2 separate regions of the Mus musculus genome follow, and region 1 is linked to region 2. A link is a contact called in public HiChIP or PLAC-seq data. All regions are on one chromosome and are shown on one strand. The core of a region is the stretch at or near the end of the contact, and the rest is flanking DNA. Distances in the headings are between cores, read along the strand shown.

What was found. HiChIP or PLAC-seq counts read pairs in DNA pulled down with a chosen protein or histone mark.
Region 1: a contact with region 2 is called in an H3K4me3 HiChIP or PLAC-seq map of bone marrow-derived macrophages, with 4 times the contacts expected there. The contact joins the promoter of Larp1b here to the enhancer-like site in region 2. A contact is called at or near these places in 3 of 39 promoter capture datasets (the C10 cell line, hematopoietic stem and progenitor cells and stem cell-derived epiblast-like cells), 1 of 115 datasets of contacts at active chromatin or transcription factors (bone marrow-derived macrophages) and 1 of 9 other capture datasets (pancreatic islet).

What each region holds. Positions count from the first base shown.
Region 1 is chr3:40,948,277-40,951,971 of GRCm38.p6, reverse strand. Larp1b (La ribonucleoprotein domain family, member 1B) reads right to left here and starts at 1,322. Exons shown (of 10, transcript NM_001040399.2): 1 at 1,288-1,322.
Region 2 is chr3:40,499,162-40,502,561 of GRCm38.p6, reverse strand. No RefSeq gene overlaps it. Among named protein-coding and RNA genes, the nearest start is that of Gm46800, 8.9 kb to the left of the region's middle. Within about 2 kb of position 1,936, at least 46 of the 459 cell types and tissues checked have an H3K27ac peak or open chromatin away from gene starts, as enhancers often do. A contact at or near this core is called in bone marrow-derived macrophages and hematopoietic stem and progenitor cells, where this site is marked.

The DNA.
Region 1 (3,695 bases), core at 73-2,572, 450 kb before region 2:
AGGTTTCTCTACGAAATTTTAAGAAGACTTGATATACCATGTTCTCTTCACTTATTTAGCAATGGTAGTAAACTGCTCTTTTCAGCAGGCCAGAATTGTACTAATACAAGATGGAGAGCAAAACTCAGTGCTTTTGTTTTGTTTTTCCTTAAGGTGTCAAAATTTAGTAAGAATTAATAAGGAGAGCAGAATGTCTATAATCCCAGTATCTTGAAGAAGACAGTGACGTGAGGATCAAGAATTCCACAACCCCCTGGGCTACACAAGTAGATAGTGTTTCAAAAAGCAAGCAAAATAACAAAAGCAAATAAGTTAGTGAGCATTTCTGCGTGCAAAACCTAAGAAACTAAATTGGTTCTGCGTGCAAAACCTAAGAAACTAAATTGGTTCAACATTTATCTCCCCCTACAGGAGAGATAAAACAATCACAATTGTACAGGATCCCTTCACCGCATTTGACCCTCACAACCCCATAAACATGCTCAAACTTCGGCTGTTCCACCAACTCTCCCCAGACCAGCGAAAACTTGCCAACAAAACAGCCGCAATTCCCACAGAAAAGTTCAGTTATTTTAGTGCAGTTTTATTAAAAAAAGAAAAAAAAAGAAAAAGGAGAGTTTTACTCAGCATTTCCATTCTAACTTTTTTCTTTTTGACTTCTCTTCGAACGCCTAATCCTCTACATCAATCGGCATACGCCACCAAATACAAGCCAGTCTTCATTTTACTTTCTAACTGCAGTTGCTGCAACCCAAATAAAGCCCCAAGGGCCATATTGCATGGGTCAGCATTCGAACGCAAAGGCACAACCCAATTGCTAACGCGCAGGCTACCGTGGGACCAGCTGTGCGATCCGGACTCTGAATCAACTGTCCTGTGTCAGGCATTCTGAAACACAACCACACAACCGCAAAAACACCTAATACCAGCTGCCTTCACAGCCACATCTACCTAGCAGCTTTTCGAGACTTTCGTTTCACCACCTCACTTCAGGAGCCAGCCCAATCGGACTTCCACTTACAAATCCGCTCGTCCCGACTCGCCTCTACTCTGTGTCAAGTTCCCGGAAACTTTTCCACGGTATTCACCGCGTCTAGGACGCCGACACGTGAAGGCACGAGCCCAGCACAGCCCCGCTGCCCAGTCACCCACGTCGTGCCCCTACCCGTCAAGGAGAACCTGAGGTCCCACCTCTTCCTGTCGCTCCCTCTCCTAGATGTCCATTTATGTAAATCGGCACGGTGAATGACACCTAGGAACCAAACACCTCCCGCGGACCGCACTCACCGGCCTCCGGGGAGTCCTGAGCGGGCGACGGCACGCCGGTGCCCACGGTGGACAGGTGCTGCGGCAGCTTCTTGGTCCACGGGTTCCCCTTTGGCGGCGGCGGCGGCGGCTTGTCCTCCGGGCCGGCTGCCGCTGGGTCCTCGCGGGCGTCCTCCGGTGGGTCCCGCGGTGCTGGCGGCGGCAGCGGCGGCGGTGGTGGTGGCGGCGGCGGAGGCGGCGGCGGCAGCGGCGGAGCCTCCCCGCCGAAGGGACCCCCGGGCGCACGCGCCTTGTGCGCCAGGTGCAGCGCCAGCGGCCTCACGGGCACGGCCGCTTGCGGCACGCTGTGTCCCAGCACGAGCGCCGGCGACGGCTCTCCCCGCGCACCCGCGCTGGTGGCGGCCGCGGCCCGCTCCTCCCTCGCCTCCTTGCCCTCCCGCTCGCCGGGCGCCGGCTGCTCCGCCCGCCGGCTCGTCGCTGCCAACAGCGCGTCCCGGTCTCCGGCCACGGCGGGCGGGTCCTCCCGGGTGGCAGCGGCGGGCACCGGGGCGCGAGCGGACATGGCCGGCCCCTGGCCCCAGCCTCCTGCCCAGCCGGGGGCCGTCCGGGTCCAGGGAGCCCGGCCGCCCCTCTCTCCACACGGGGGCACCGACCCGCTTCGGTCCTGGGACGCGGAACCCGCCCGCCGAGGCGTGCAGCGCCCGGCGTGCCCGTCCTCCCCGCCCGCCGAGCGGAGCGCTAACCGCCCGCCGCCTGGCCTCGTCGCAGCGCACGGCCGGAGCTCGCCACTCGCGCCGGGCGCGCCCGAGCCGCGAGCCCTCAGCGGGCGCGGGCGACAACGCGGCGCTCCAGCCAGTCTGAAGGATCTCTGGCGAGCTGCGGAGGCGCGCGCGGCCTGAGCCGGTAACTGTCCCTGAGGGCGGGGCATGCAGAGGGCGAGGCAGCCAGGGGCGGGGCGTGCAGAGGGCGAGGAAGGCTACTGGGCGGGGCGTACAGAGGGCGAGGAGGGCCAATGGGCGGGGTGGCCAGGTAGGCGGGGCGTTTATAGGCTGAGGCGGGCCGATGGGCTGGGCGTGCGGAGGCGGAGGCGTCCAAGAGGCGGGGCGCGCAAGGGGAAAGGCGTGCCAGTGGGCGGGGCGTGATGTAGGCAAGAGCCAAGATAATCAGCGTTCAGTAGGCCAGGTGCCCAAGGACCAGGGCGAGGGCCAGTCAGGGTGAGGGGCGGGGCGGGTAGAGGGCGAGGCAGGTTAGGGGGCGGGCACCCTGGAAAGTGACGTGGCCACTTGCGGGCATTCCCTAAACGCTGCGGGCGACCGCGGCCTGTGGAGTCTTCCCGAATGCGGCGGGCATGGTTTGATGAGAGCCCCGCCCTAGCGGATCGCGAGGATGAACCTGCTACGCTTGGGGAGCATCTTACGTCTGTGACCCAGGGACTAGGAGGACAATCTTCAGGAACCAGGAGGACCAGAAAGTCCATTTGCGCTAAGGTGAAACGCTTCAGGCTTTTCACGAGGGCGGGTCCTCAGGACCCAGGAAAAGTTTCCCAGTAACGATGTGGGCTCCAATAGGCACTCCTGATCCGGAGCCAAGTTCAAGTGAAGACCCAGCCTCGACATTACAAGAAGTGCACTTGTCGGTCCTGATTCTAACCTACAGACAACGAAATGATTCTTTAGTGCTCTTGAGTAAAACGAACACTAGACATTTCGCCACCTTTTTCATTTTTCATTTTTTTTCAGTGGGTTTTGATGTTTTCATCAAACTAAGTCTCCTGTAGCACAAGTTGACCTCGATCTCGAGGCTGGCCGTGAGCCTACCATTCTAGTCCAGGTTGCCCTGGAAGCCATCGATTTAGACCAGTCTGGTTCTGAACTCAAAGGAATGCACCTGCCTTAGCTTTTGAAATGGGATGACCAACAGGCATGCGTGCTACCCACCAGCTAGTCTTGAACTTTTTTTTTTTTTTAAGATTCTTTTAGAGTCCCTAAGGCTAGTATTAAAGCATAAGGACCACACCCAGTTGGCTTTGTACATTCACTCTGTCTAGATTTCTTTTTTTAGATCCGCCTGCCTCTGCCTCCCAAATGCTGTGATTAAAGAAGCGCACTGCCCAGCATGAATTGTTCTATTTTTAATCACAAGAATGCGAGTACGTGTGTGTGCGTTTGTGCACACACACAAGTGTGCAGGTGCCCTTGATTACCAGAGGTATTGGATCCTCCTTGCGCTGCCGATACAGGCTGTTGTGCCCAGCACGGTGCTGGGAAGCCAGAGTGTAAGCGCTCTTAGTCCTCAAGCCATCTCTCCAGCTCCTTTGCTTTGAACAATTGACTGAGTGAAAAAAGAGCTACAGAGGAGAGGACATGACTGCTCCTAGGCATGGTGGAGGAATCTAGAGTGGACATGACCAGACTGAGACTGAACTGGAG
Region 2 (3,400 bases), core at 687-3,186:
TAAAAAGATATCACTTTTTTAATCTTTCATAGTAAAAAAAGGAGAAAGAATACAGTAATGCTCATAGCTACTGCCAGAGTTAACTTAAGTTATCCACTTGTCACACTTGGGAATGGAGACCCTCACTGAGGGATGGTCTCTATTGGACTGGCATGTGTCTGGCATTGGTGTCTGTGAACACCCCCTTTCCTTTATTTTTAACATGTTTATTGATTATTTGGAGGCTTTACATTGTACACCCTGATCACTCCCTCTCCTTAGTACCCTTCCCAGGTCTGCTTCTCCACCCAAGTGGCCTCTCCCTGGGGAAAAAAAATGGAAAAAACAAAGCCAAACAACACAACAAGAACAACAACAGCAAACCAAGCCCAGTCTGTGTTTTCTGTACAGTCACTGGAGCATGGTCACACTGCTGGTAGCCAGCCTCTTAGAGAAAATGGAGTCTTTCCTCCTGCCCCCCACTCCCACTAGAAGCCATCTAGTATTGCTTTTAAGAATAAGGATATGAAGTACACGTCAGCATCCTTATCACAATTTTAAAGAGTTCTCTTCAATGACTTCCTGACCAAGCTGTTACTTTTGGGGTTAGTATGGGAGTGGGGGTTGTCACAAAAGCCTTCTATGCCTCTCTTTCTCAACTGTGAGTCTATGCAGATGTTGATGGTCTGTGCTACCACCTCACTGGTCATCATGGAAAGATAGATGTCAAGGCAGGAACTCAAGCAGGGCAGGAACCCAGATGCAGAGCCTGATGCAGAGGCCACAGAGGGGGTACTGTTTACTGGCTCCTCATGTCTTGCTCAACCTGCTTTCTTATAGAATCCAAGACCGCCAGCGCAGGGGTGGCACCACCCACAAGGGGCTGCCCCTACCCCAACAATCACTAATTAACAGAATGCACTACAGCCTTGTCCGCTTCTTATGGAAATATTCTTTCAACTGAGAGTCTGTCCTCTCAGATGACAGTAGTTTGTGTCAAGCTGATATAAAGCTATCTAGTAAAATAGGCCCACTTTTTTTTTTTCTTTTTTGGGCAGGTGTTAGAATTCAGTTCACAGTATGAAAGACAAATATCAAATGCTTTCTCTTGTTTGTGGGCCCTAGATTTTAGAGTGGTGTATAAAATCACACACACACACACAAACACACACATCATGAAAGTATGAGGAGAGTCCTTTGAAGGCATGAAGGTGACTAACGAGACAGGGAGGGAAGAGTGTGGTCATAGATGAAAGGCTGAGGGGAGAAGCGTGATCAAAGATGTGCTACCATGAAGATGTTCTCATGAAACCCAGGACTGTGGAGAGCCAGATGACCTCAAGCTGTATCTATTCAGTAACATTTCTGGATTTTAGGGTACTATTTTACTTCTGTTTTCACTACCCTTTCTGCTTATAAGGCTTCTAAATGATTTACTTTTATTTATAAAAGAAAAACAAAACCAAAATTAATTCTAGCATGGCAATATAAATATTTTATGGCAATGAAATAGACATTTTTTCTTTTTATAAAATTTTTATTAGATATTTTCTTTATTTACATTTCCTAGTTTCCCCTATGAAAATCCCCTATCCCCTCCCTCCTTTCCCTGCTCCCCAACCCACCCACTTTTGCTTCCTGGCCCTGGCATTCCCCTATACTGGGCCATAGAAGGTACATTTTATGCTTTTTTTTTTTTTTTTAAATCATAACTTACAAGGCAACTTTTACAAAGGACAACATTTAATTGGGGTTGGCTTACAGTTTCAGAGGTTCAGTCCATTATCATCATGGCTTGAAGCATGGCAGTGTCCAGGCAGATATGGTGCTAGAGAAGGAGCTGAGAGTTCTACATCCTGATCTGAAGGCTGCCAGGAGACTCTCTCTTCCGCACTGGGAGAAGGTTGAGCAATAGGAGTCCTCAGAGCCTGCCTACACAGTGACACACTTCCTCCAACAAGGCCACACCTCCAAATAGTGCCACTTCCCCCTGGCCGAGCAGATTCAAACCACCACAGACATGAGTAGTCTGTACCAATCCTGGTGATCCTGAGAAGAGAGAAAAGCAACCCCCAAACCCCAAAACACATGCTGCAGTTTCTCTGGGTGACTGGCAGCATCCTGGGGTTTCCTGTATTGTTTACGTCAGTCAGTTGATAAAAGCAAGTAAGAAACAGCTGCTGGGAGATGAGGAAGTCCGGAGTAAAACACTGGTATTGAGCGGTGGAAGAGATGACTCAATTGTCAAGAGCTCTTACTGCCCTTACAGAGGACTCCAGTTCAGTTCCTTGTGCCCTTGTTGGGCTGCTTAACTACAGTTACAGAGGCTCCGGCACTGCCTTCTGGCCCTGGAGAACATTTACGCACATACACACGCATACATGAACACACACACTTTCTGTCCCTGAAGAGCATCTGCACACACACACACACACACACACACACACACACACACACCAAATTAAACAACAACAACAACAACAACAACAACAACAACAAACTTATCTTGGTGTGGGGCAGCTGCCTGTAAGAGCCTGCCAAGTGGTGCTCAAGCCCCTTGAAGCTATGTTGGTGTCCGTGGGCCACGATGCTACCAGTGGCCATGTCTGGGTCCTTCTGCAGCTGGGGGCTGTGTTGATGTCTGCGGCCTGTGTTACCACTGAAATCCATGCTATGTGTGTACTCAATATTACCTCCTGAAGCCGTTTTCTCCATGGGCTGGGCTGCTGCTGGGGACTGTGTTGGTGTCTGTGGCCTGTACTGTCATTGGAGACTATGCTGAGGTCCCTGGCTCGCACTGATGCCAGAGGGACGCCCGTAGTCCCTGCTGTCACCAGATACCAAGAAGTTCATGATCTGTAGTCCTGCTGCTGTAAAGGACACAGAAGCCCCTTCTGCATTGGTATCGATAACTGCGGACTCACAGTTGACAAAGAGTGACACTTCTGTGACAACCCCACAAAAAGTAACAACCTAGGCAAGAAGCCATTGAAGAGAGATCTAAAAAATTGTGACAAGAATGCTGAAATATATCTCTCCACAATAGATAGCTACTGGTAGGAGTGTGGATGAGGGAAGACACACTTTTCTTTAAAGGACTGACCATCCTGAGTTTGGCCATGCTCCAGTGACTATATGGACAGCACAAATTGGACTTTTTCTTTTTAAATCAAGGGAAGCCACAAGAGTCGGCAGACAGACCCGGAAGGACTGGGAAATAAGGGTGATCTGGGTGCACGATGTAAAATTTCCAAATAATTAGTAAAAAAATATTATATTTTAAAAAAGTTATCTTACGGTTGGGGGTATAGCTCAAAGGTAGAGCATTTACCTATCACACATGAGGCCCTAAGTTCATTCCCAGTACAAGATGAACAAACAAACAAACAAACAACAAAAAGATCAAAAGAAAGGCTTTACT